2 separate regions of the Sus scrofa genome follow, and region 2 is linked to region 1. A link is a contact called in public HiChIP or PLAC-seq data. All regions are on one chromosome and are shown on one strand. The core of a region is the stretch at or near the end of the contact, and the rest is flanking DNA. Distances in the headings are between cores, read along the strand shown. Region 1 overlaps RBM20 (RNA-binding protein 20). Region 2 overlaps PDCD4 (programmed cell death protein 4).

What was found. HiChIP or PLAC-seq counts read pairs in DNA pulled down with a chosen protein or histone mark.
Region 2: a contact with region 1 is called in an H3K27ac HiChIP or PLAC-seq map of skeletal muscle. The contact joins two enhancer-like sites. A contact is called at or near these places in 1 of 47 Hi-C or Micro-C datasets (skeletal muscle) and 1 of 2 datasets of contacts at active chromatin or transcription factors (skeletal muscle).

The regions. Positions count from the first base shown.
Region 1 is chr14:121,100,560-121,105,761 of Sscrofa11.1, forward strand. All of the region lies in intron 1 of RBM20 (RNA-binding protein 20), which reads left to right. Among named protein-coding and RNA genes, the nearest start is that of RBM20, 44 kb to the left of the region's middle. Within about 2 kb of position 3,157, at least 7 of the 83 cell types and tissues checked have an H3K27ac peak or open chromatin away from gene starts, as enhancers often do. A contact at or near this core is called in skeletal muscle, where this site is marked.
Region 2 is chr14:121,292,325-121,297,526 of Sscrofa11.1, forward strand. The region is part of intron 1 of PDCD4 (programmed cell death protein 4); the gene reads left to right. Among named protein-coding and RNA genes, the nearest start is that of PDCD4, 23 kb to the left of the region's middle. Within about 2 kb of position 2,672, at least 44 of the 83 cell types and tissues checked have an H3K27ac peak or open chromatin away from gene starts, as enhancers often do. A contact at or near this core is called in skeletal muscle, where this site is marked.

The DNA of each region.
Region 1 (5,202 bases), core at 1,907-4,406:
CATTTCCTATAGGGGCTACCTTGTGGAGCAATAGGTTAAGGATCCCATATTGTCACTGTAGCAGCTCGGGTCACTTCTGTGGCTTGGGTTCAGTCCCTGGCCCGAGATCCTCCACATGCTACAAGTGCAGCCAAAAAAAAGTTTCCCATAAAACTCTAAACAAAGAGCAAAGATTCAAAATGATTATGCAAAAAATGTGAGTGTCACAGTGTTTAAGTGCATCAAGTTGCTCTTCATTAGCCACGAAGGTGTCACTATATGGAATTCTGTTTCAAAACATGTTTGAGCCCATGACCATGCCGAGACTGTGAACGTGTAATTTGGTGCCTTTTAGTTAAAGCATCATCATACCTACTGCAATGTCACTGGAGAATGAACTCCCTGAGTCAGGGCTACCATGGAAAACTGATTGGGTGACTCCCCCTCATTATTTATTTCTGGTAAGATGCAGTTTGGTTATGGAATGCACCCTTAATCGTGCAAGGCTAGGGGAATGTGGGGGTCTACTCTCTATTTGCTGCCATCTCTCTCTCTCTCTCTCTCTTTTTTTGTTTGAACCCATGGCATTTCTAAGTTCCCAGACCAGGGATCAAACCCGAGCCACAGCTGTAACCAGAGCCACAGCAATGACAAGGCCAGATCCCTAACCCACTGAGCCACAAGGGAACTCCCGCCATCTCCTTTGGTCAAGGAGCTTGGCTTCCCTAAGACTAGGAGGGTTGGAATATGAAGGGGTTGAGCTTGATGACCTTAAAGAGTTTCTCCAGGTTCAAATTTTATTTTAGAAGAAACGGGCAGAAGGAGAATGCTTGGGGCAGAATCACTTCATAGTTAATCAAGACGTGACATTTTCATGGTCCTATGCAGTAGAGGGAGCCCTGGACCAGAAGTCTGAATGCTTCAGGCTCAACAATACCAGCAACTCCTGGAATGAGTAGTGCATGCTCATCCAGGCCCAGAGCACAGATGAGCTCAGGGTTGGCTACAGACCACGTCCAGAGACAAGAGCCATGGGAATACTAAAGTGGGTAAGCATGCGGGCTCCGGGTTCAAATCCAGAACACTGCACTAATGTGGACTTGGGTGGGAAACTTGGCCTTCTTGAGCCTGATTTTCACATCAATGAAATGCACCTTCCATTTCTCATCTGTAAACACTCTTTTCTTTCTTATAAATGTTTCTTTCCATAAATGCCAATTATTGCTGTCATTTTTCTTATTAATAATGATTACATCTTCAGTTATTGTGGTTCTTCAGTGGGGCACACCACATCACCCCCATTTGTCTTGGTGTCCTGCCCGTGGTGCCTGCCCCATGGGGTTATTTGGAAAGTCAGATGAGATTGAACATGCTTTGTGAACCTGCACATCCCCTCTGAGGCCAGGCTGGGGAGGTAAAAGCAGCAGGCTGGAGGTGTGGCAGGTCTGTCTGTCTGCAGCGTGGCTGTTTTCTGAGGGAGGGCTTGGCTGAGGCTGGCTGGTAGGCAGGTCTGTCTTCCTCCTCCCTGACAGACTGGGGCACATGCAGACACACTTCCCATCCAGACAGACAGGCCCAGCCCGCAGATGGCCACCGAGCCATTCACTTGGTGATTGTCATTCACAGCTCCTGCGTCTCCTGCCAGGGGCAGTCGGAGGGCACCTCCGTCTCAGTTTCATCCCTGGACTGCCCCTGCCCCTCTAGCCTCTTGCCTGAAGGTTCCAGAGAAGGGCATAGTAGGACGCACTGTTTTTAAATGACTTTAAAAACAATTTCATAGGCTGGATAGCAACAATACAATCCAGACACTGTGAGTGGTGGTGGCATTGGAGCCGGGCACCTGTTGTCACGCAGGCTATCTGGGGGAGAGCAATTAGTATCTTTGGCGAAACCACTGGAATGTTCCTGGTGGGGGCGGAAGCTGGGGAGTGGGTGGTGGGTTTGCTTCTGGGGTGTGTTGCCTCCTTCCGAGCAGATGGGGCTGAAAGAATTTCCAGAGGGAGGAGGGAGGGCACCGCCTGGGGAAGGCCCAGAAGGCTGTTTTCCTGTCCAGATGGCCCATTCATAAAATGCCTCTTCTTCCTTCGCCACATGGCACTGCCGCGGCCTGGTTTTCCCCACCTCTGGGTTCATTTCTCTCAAGGCGGGGGAAGAGGAACCCTGTCAGCTAAAGAGACGCTGGAAGCCTCACTCTCCCAGCTCCATTGGTTCACTCTCAGCGGGCGTGCGTGAGAGGTGACCTCCCCCTGCTGGGTCAAGGGCCTGGCCAGCTCCAGGACTGACACACGGTGCACCAGCCCAGGCTCCGAGACCCTGTCCCATGGTGCTTATCACAGCGACAGCTCACCCGGGACCTGGGGGTGGTGGGTGCTGCTTAGGGGTGACCTGATGGACCTCGCCTGGTTTGTCTGCACCTTCCCCTTTGTCCAGCTTAGTCCACCCACGCGGGGGCTGATCAGTAAGCGTGGGGAGATACAGGTGGTTCTTGAGGGTCCGTTTGTCCATCGGCTCCTTGCAGGCAAGAGCTGCACCTACCCTTTGCCTTCTTGTTCCTCCAGCATGCTCCCCCGAGCCCTGCCCCTGCACGCCTTGACTTTTTTCTTCTTTCCACATCTTTCTTGTCCTCTCTGTCTCTGATTCTCTCTCTATTATGGTATAGTTATAGATGTGACTGGTTAAAATTCATGAAAAGCCCTGACTTCGTGGTCTGTTTCTGTCCGGGGACAGTTGCTTGATGAGAGAGAAGCAGAGGTATCTACCTTCATGCTCCTGGCTGACCCTGTCAGGATAAGCCCTTGAGTAAATGAAGAAGGGACACCTCTGCCGAAGGCATTTCACTCCCCTGTCAGGGCTGCTCAGGGAGCGGCGACAGAACTGGCCCTGCAGCCTAGGAACACACTGTCTCCCTCTGCTGTCTGACCAGTGTCCTCTGCAGTGGGGTCTGCGCCGAACCTCCTCGGGGGACTCTTCCTGACAGTCTGCCTGTCCAGCTACCGCTTGGGCTTTGACAGACGGCCTGGGAGAGGTTTGGACGTCTAAGTTCATCCTTTTATTAAGTGCTTTTTATTTAAGTATAGAAATCCTCAAGCTGTATTTTTGAAGTCAGTCTTGGTTAAAGCAGGTGACACTCTCTGCTAATCCTTCTCTGCCTTCCCACTACTGGCATGAAGTATCAGTGACATTGGAATTATTTTCAGAGTTGCCTTTAAGCCCCATAAAGACAAACTTTGGAAGGTGATGCTGGCCTAGAGACAGTTGCTGCTGCTCCCTCAGCCTCAGACCAGGCTGAGGAGTTCATCACAGTTCTTTCTTAACTTGTTATCTTGAAATAATTTTAGACTTACAGACAATTTGCAAAAATAGCAAATAGCACAGAGAATTCCTGTGTACTTTTCACCCAGCTTCCTCTAGTGTTAATTTCTTACATAAGCACAATTTATCAAAACTGAGAAAGGAATATTGGCAATTTGAAACCAAATTATAGGTTTTTTTTTTTTTTTATTTCAGCAACCTTTCCATGAATGTTCCTTTCTTTTCTTTTTTGTCTTTTTTTTTTTTTTAAAGGCCACAGCTGGGACCTACACCACAGCTCAGGCAACACCAGATCCTTAACCCACTGAGTGAGGCCAGGGATCAAACCTGCATCCTCATGGGTACCAGTCATATTCATTTCTGCTGAGCCACGATGGGAACTCCTCTATGAACATTATTTTCTATTCCAGGATACCATTTTTAGGGTCCCACGTGGCATTTAGTTGTGATGTCTCTGTAATCTACTCCAGTGTGTGACATCCTTACTCAGGCCTTGCCTTTCATGACATCAACATTTTTTCTTTTTGTCCACACCTACAGCTTGCAGAAATTGCTGGGCCAGGGATCGAACCCAAACCACAGCAGTGACCTGAGCCGCAGGAATGGCCATGCTGAATCCTTAACCTGCTGAGTTCCATGGCATCGCCATAATGACCTCAACACTTTTGGAGTGTCAGTTATTTTTTAAAACCAAGGATCAGCCAACATTTTCTGTCAAGGATCAGATAGTAAATGGTTTTGGCTTTGTAGGTAGTATCGTCTCTGTTGTAAATCCTCAGCTTTACAGTTGTAACCCCAAAGCAGCCTTAGAGAATATGTACATGAATGACCTTGACTGTGGTCCGGTGTAACTTCATTTATAAAAATAGGCAAAAGTCTAGATTTGCCCTCAGGTTGAAGTTTACTTGAGTTTGATGTGTTATCATGATCAGATTGAGATTGTGCATTTTTAGGAGTTCCCATCGAGGCTCACTGGGTTAAGGACTTGACGTAGTCTTCATGAGGATGTGTGTTTGATCCCTGGCCTCGCTCAGTGGGTTAAGGATCTGGCATTGCCACAAGCTGCAGCATAGGTCACAGGTGTGGCTCGGATCCAGTATTGCTGTGGCTGTGACGGAGAGCTCAGATGTAGCTCCTATTTTGATCCCTAGCCTGGGAACTTCCATATGGTGCAGATGTGACCCTAAAAAGACACACACACACACACACACAATATGAATATGTTGAGTCACCTTTCTAAAATAGGAGAAGCTCTGTGTTCCCGTTTTGCCATGGCGGAAATAAAATTGGAGAAACTCCTTATTTTTCCCTGTTAAAAATTTTTATTCCTTTAGTAACTATATGAAAGATTAGGTGAATGGCGGTGAGGGTGGCTCTTCCATTTTTGTTGGTCCTATAGATGATTTCAGAAAATATTATTTACTTGGTGCTCTTTGGTCACTGATGATGGAAGGAAGAAAGAAAAATCAAGGCATATCCTGTGACTAGGAACAGGGTTCTATTCCTCACTTTGAAAGGTTTTTTTTAGCTAATTAATTTTGGAAAAAGTGAGTAAATTGACTCAGATTTTAAAGAAATTCACAGAAGGGATGCTTCTACTGTATCAGTTTTTTGTTTTTGTTTTTTAACTCAGAAAGGAAAGAATTTCTATTTGCTCAAGACATTGTTGGAGCCATGGAAAGGAAATAAATTTGGGAGATTCTGATCTTGTCCTGGACAGAAATCACTAAAAGACAGAGCCTCAGAAACTGCAGCTTAATTCCTATCTTCTTTAGTGTAGAAAGTTGTATGCTCCAGAGCCCTGGGGAAGTTCAGACAGGTTCCTGCTCGTACTGAGAAAATGCATACAAAATTCTGGCATGCACTTTCTCCCTAAGTTGTTCATTCTGTCTGATTATAGGATTGGATAAA
Region 2 (5,202 bases), core at 1,422-3,921, 190 kb after region 1:
TCACTCCTACTAGTCTAGTCTGTGAGCTCCTTAAGGGGAGGACCTTTGCTTATCTTTGTACCCCGAGTCCTAAAATGTACAGGGTGTTGTGCGGTGCTCAGGAAAAATTGTTGAATTAAACCGAAAACTCTTCCACAGGCTTTCACCTCGAGAGAGACAAGACATCGAATTCCCCACTGTTCCATGAGCAGGAAGGTCACCTTCAACCCAGCCTGAGAGACAGCATTTTAGACAGAAACCTCAGGGTCCTGTGAATCAGCCCTTCTCTTACTTTTCAGAGACAGGGAGTCTGAGACCCAAGCACTGGGCCAGGGACAGTGCATTGTTTGTTTCATTTAGAGCTGAGAGAGCAGCAGAAGCCACTTTCCCGAAATCAGACAGGGAGAAGGTGACAGAGCTGGGCTCTACATATGGATCTGCCTGACTCTAAAACTCAATTCTTGAGTTTCTGCCATGGCACAGTGGGTTAAGAGTCCAACTGCAGTGGCTTCAGCTCAGTGCAGCCACTCACTGGGTTAAGGATCCAGTGTTGCTGCAGCTGTGGCATAGTTTGCAGCTGTGGCTTGGATTCAATCCTTGGCCTGGGAACTTCCATATGGTGCAGGACGCAGCCATAAAAACAAAACAAAACAAAAAACAAAACTCATTTTCTGCTGGGAAAGGGGCCCCAGCCCCAGCCCTTGAAAATCCAGCAGTCCTGCTGGTTTCCCAGAAAAAGGCTTTGGCTGACCAAGGCCAGGGAGGGTTTAGGGACTGAGGCGGGCCACACCTGGCTCTGGTCCGGGCTGAGCTGTGTGATTGGGAAAGCTGTTTATGAGCTCTGCCTTTCCCAGGCCTGGCAGCTCAGCTATCCCAGATGGGTCTTTTCACAGAAGACCCGTCAGACAGGTATGAGAACATCACACAGAGCCTTTGTCCAGAGGGCACAGTGTTTTCCAGTGAGAAGTTTGCATTGGCCATGCTGATGGGAGCAAGGGAAGTAGAGGCCTCCAGCCTTCTGCCCGCAGGGCTCTGCTCCAAGAAGGCAAAGCCTGTAGCTCCCAAGAGGGAAGAGGGCAGAGGGGAGGAGAGGGAGCTTTGGCCAAGAGGAACTCAAGTAGAAACTTAGGAGAGAAGCAGTGTGGGTGGTATTGAGGGTCGTGGAGTAGGAACACCTCAAGGGCGCCAGTTGGGTTCTGTGTTGCCAGGCTACAGTAGGCAGTGGAAACAGCTCAGATTAATAGGTCCTTGGGTTCAAATCCTGCCCCTTACTGCTAGAAGGGCCTTGAGCAATTTTAAAAATCTTTCTGAGCCTCAATTTTTCTCATGGGCTCTGTGAGCACCATGGTGAGGATCAGACACCACAAAGCAGCCTCAGGCACACAGGAGTCACTCAGTAAATTGTGGAGTCTCTGAATTTTCTAAGCATCCCCTCGGTTCCCGGGTTTATGAACTAATAAAAGGATAGAGCTGTGGAGAACACCTGGGCAGTGGTGTCAAATGACTGTTGACAGAGAAAAGGAAACGAAATCACCATGAGTAGACCCACATTTAGAGGAACTCTGCCCCAGAAACAGTTGGGGGGACCACAGCCTGTTTCCAATTAGGGAGCAGCCGGTGGAAGAGCTGTGAAATTTAGAGTTGTTGATTTATAAATGCTTTCAGCTTAGCAGGAGTATGTGTGTGGTATGTAGGTGTGTGGTATGTGTACATGGTTTGTATAGGTGTGTGTGGTGTGTGTGTGTGTGTGTAGTGTGCATGTGTATGGTATATGTTATGGTGTATATATAGGTGTGTGTGTGGTGTGTATGTGTGTGGTATGTGTACATGGTTTGTATAGGTATGTGTGGTGTATATGTGTTGTGTGTACTGTGCATGGATATGGTATACGTTTATGGTGTGTATAGTTGTGCATGGTGTGTATGTATGTGGTATGTGTGTGTGTGTGGTGTGTGTGTGTGTTGTGTGTGTGGTGTGTGTGTTATTTCTATAGCAAGAGTTCATCTTCTTCCTGGAGATCTTATGTTTCCCTTTCAATACTGCTCAATAGCAAAGGAAGGTAACATGTTTATTGTGTTAATGCTTAATCTTTTAGTATATGTTTTCAGCTTAGGTCTCCCAAAGGCTCTCAGACAAGGAAAATGAGGCTCAGAGAGGCCACTTGTCTAAGCTCAGCCATTTGGTTAGGGGCAGAGGCCAGCCCCAGGCCCTGATTTGCCTGACAACAGTAGGTGTTGTTGACCTGAGTCCTGAAAGAAGAAACACCCAGATGCAAATCAAGTCAGGGTTTTGTTGCCCCGTCTGCTTATCATGCAGCCTTCTTGTGGTGTGTCACCTGAATACCTGTGCTCTGCTCTGGCTCTCAGACCCACAACTTCCTGCACAGCACCTCTGCACTCTGGTTTTATTTTTCTCAGCACTTCCTCTGCACTGTCCTCTCCCCAGTGAAGCAGGCTCAGTGAGAGCAGAAATAGCTCAGGGGCTGCTGGGCCTGGCCCCTGTGCTGAGGCAGAAATATCAACCCTGCCCCAGCGCATTGGGTCAGCGTGTTCCTGGGACAGCTGGAGAGTTCCTCTGCACGTTCTGCCTGGATCCAGCGTGCCTGGGCTCCCGGGAGGGCTCCGGCTTCCTGCCGTTCCTGGAGGCCCCTGCAAATTGCCACAGTTCCCCTCCTTGGCACGTTCTCAGCAAAGCCAGGCTTCAGCTGCAAGCGCTGAAGGCTGCTGGTTGCACTTTTATTCTCCTGAGCAACTCCCTGCAGATCCAGCCAATGACAAGCTGGCAGCTGCTGGGAGACACCAGGAAGTGACAGCCTCATGTTCAGAAAATTGAAATTGTATTTGTTCCTTTATTCTTTGACCAAACATTTATCAACAAGCACCCGCTCTCTGCCTGAGGCAGGAGCAGGGTTTTGGCCCCTCAGGAGCCCACATGAGTCTCTTGCACAGAGCACACAATTGGGTCATGTGTTTTATCCACTCTGCTTGGTTCTTCCAAGACCTAAGATGAAGATGTTTTCTCCCGGGATCACTTGAATTTACTTTTGCCTGTTGCCATGAACATCATTCGTACAGAACCGTTTTGAGATAATTTCCTCATCTGCATTTTCTTGGTGCATTCAGTGGTGTGGATTTTGCCCGCAGTTTCAGCCTGGAGCAGGCGCTTGTCACAGTCCTGCCAATGTGAAAATCAAGCTGAGCCTGGGAGACCAGCATGAAACCAGACAGACTGATCATAAGAGTGATGGAGAAAGACATGCTTCACTCTGCCCTGGCCAGGGCAAAACTTCCCACAGGAGGTGTATTTTATCCAAGTCTGAAGGATCAGTCAGAATTCAATAAGTAAAAATAATATCAACAGCAACCAAAGTATTATTATTAGTTAGGTACTTACAATATGTCAGGCATCCTGCTGAGAACTTGACAAACATTAATTTTTTGAACAGCAGCCCTAATGAAGTAGGTACTGTAATGATCCAGGTGATTTTACAGGTGAGGTAACTAAGGGTCACAGAAGATGAGGTAACTTGCTCAAAACTAGGAAACACAAGAGCCAGTATTCAAACTCAGCTCTGCTGTTAAGCTTTTTACTATGTCCAAAAATTAAAGGAGCATAAACAGGAATATGCTGAGAAATCTTGCTCCCATCCTGGGCCCATCTCCCCTCTGCCCTTATAGATGTAAACAGTTATATTCATTTCTTATGTATCCTTTCAGTATTCTTTATGCAAATGTAAATAAGTCAATAAATATTCTTATTTCTCCCTCTTTCTTATAAAATAAAGCAGCATATATTAACACTACTCTGTACTTAATGTAATCTTGGAGAATTTTCCACTGGAGCACATAGAGATTGTCCCTGTTCTTTTATATAGCTGTATAGTTCTCCATTTGTTGATCCCAACCTCTCCAAGACAAGGCAGTGTGCTCCCAGCTGGGAAGATGTGCATATGCTTTGCTAAACTGTTTAAATTTCATGGAGCACCAAGCCGTAAAGAGGTGATGAGATTGATTTTTTTTTTTTTTTGAATATTCCCTACATCAGGCAAGAAGCTGCTGCACAGCACAACCTGTCTGGACATGTGGCCCCACCTGGATATAAGGACACATACATTGCCATGGTGGTGGCTGGGGAAAGCCCTTCTGTAGAACAAGTTCCAACTTATCTCTGGCCCTGTTCCCTGCAGCCCAAGGCCTGGGCTTTTTATGGCCCTTCCCTATGTTATGCTTGCAAAATTTTTATAGAGTTTCCTGTGCCTCAGATGCGGAAAGCATATGCAGTCTTAACGTGTCACCCTGGGCTAATTCCCTATTGATTGTGCAAGAGCCCGAGACCTTCATAGGTGGTACTTAGTGTTCCCAGGCCTCTAGTCGCCCCTGGGAAAGCTTGCCATCAGGCTGTTACTGACTCAAACACCTTTGAAAGTGAGCTCGAGTCAGCAGTCCTTTTCTCTGAGATAGGGGATTCTCCCAGAGGATAAGAATACCTGTGGGAATAACTTTGGTCCTTTGAAAAGTGACATAGGTTTTTAAGGTCATGGATAATGGTTGGTAAAACCTTGCTGGCTTCAAAGGGGATGTGCAGTTTCTAAAAAAAAAAAAGCCCCATGAAATGCACATGGTCTCCTGTTTGCTGCTGTGGTGTTTACTAAGGTCTATGGCTTTGAGCTTCCCACATGCACTCATTAAAGCGATAAAGGCACCCCCTCTTTGCAGTGTGGTTCCATCTTGTTCTAGTGTTTAGATAGTTACTTTATCTCTCCAAAGGATTCTTAAGAGACTGTGGCTTATAAGGATAGCAGGTACTGTACAGCCTGCTGGATGAAAATCTGTATGATTGTAGAAAATGGCTATAAGCAGAATGTAAGACATCATAATGGACAGAGCACAGGCCCAGGAAAAATCTGGGAGATCTTTTAAGTTTTATACTTTTAGAGCAGTCAAATGGCCTAAGGTCACATATCCAATTAGTAGCAGAACTAGGATTGGAATCCAGGCCTCTTACCTTCTAGCCTAGGTCCCACTGTACTAAATCACTGCTTTCCAGTGTGCATTTCATAAGATGTGAATGGATATTATGAAAACACTGCCATGGTCAAGCAAGGTCAGGAAACATTGGGTTAAATACCATTAAAGGAGTTTACTTATGCTAGGATTTCTCAGAACCTTTAAAACACCATTGTTTATTACGATCCTGCAACAGGGGAGAAGTTCAGGGGTTTTC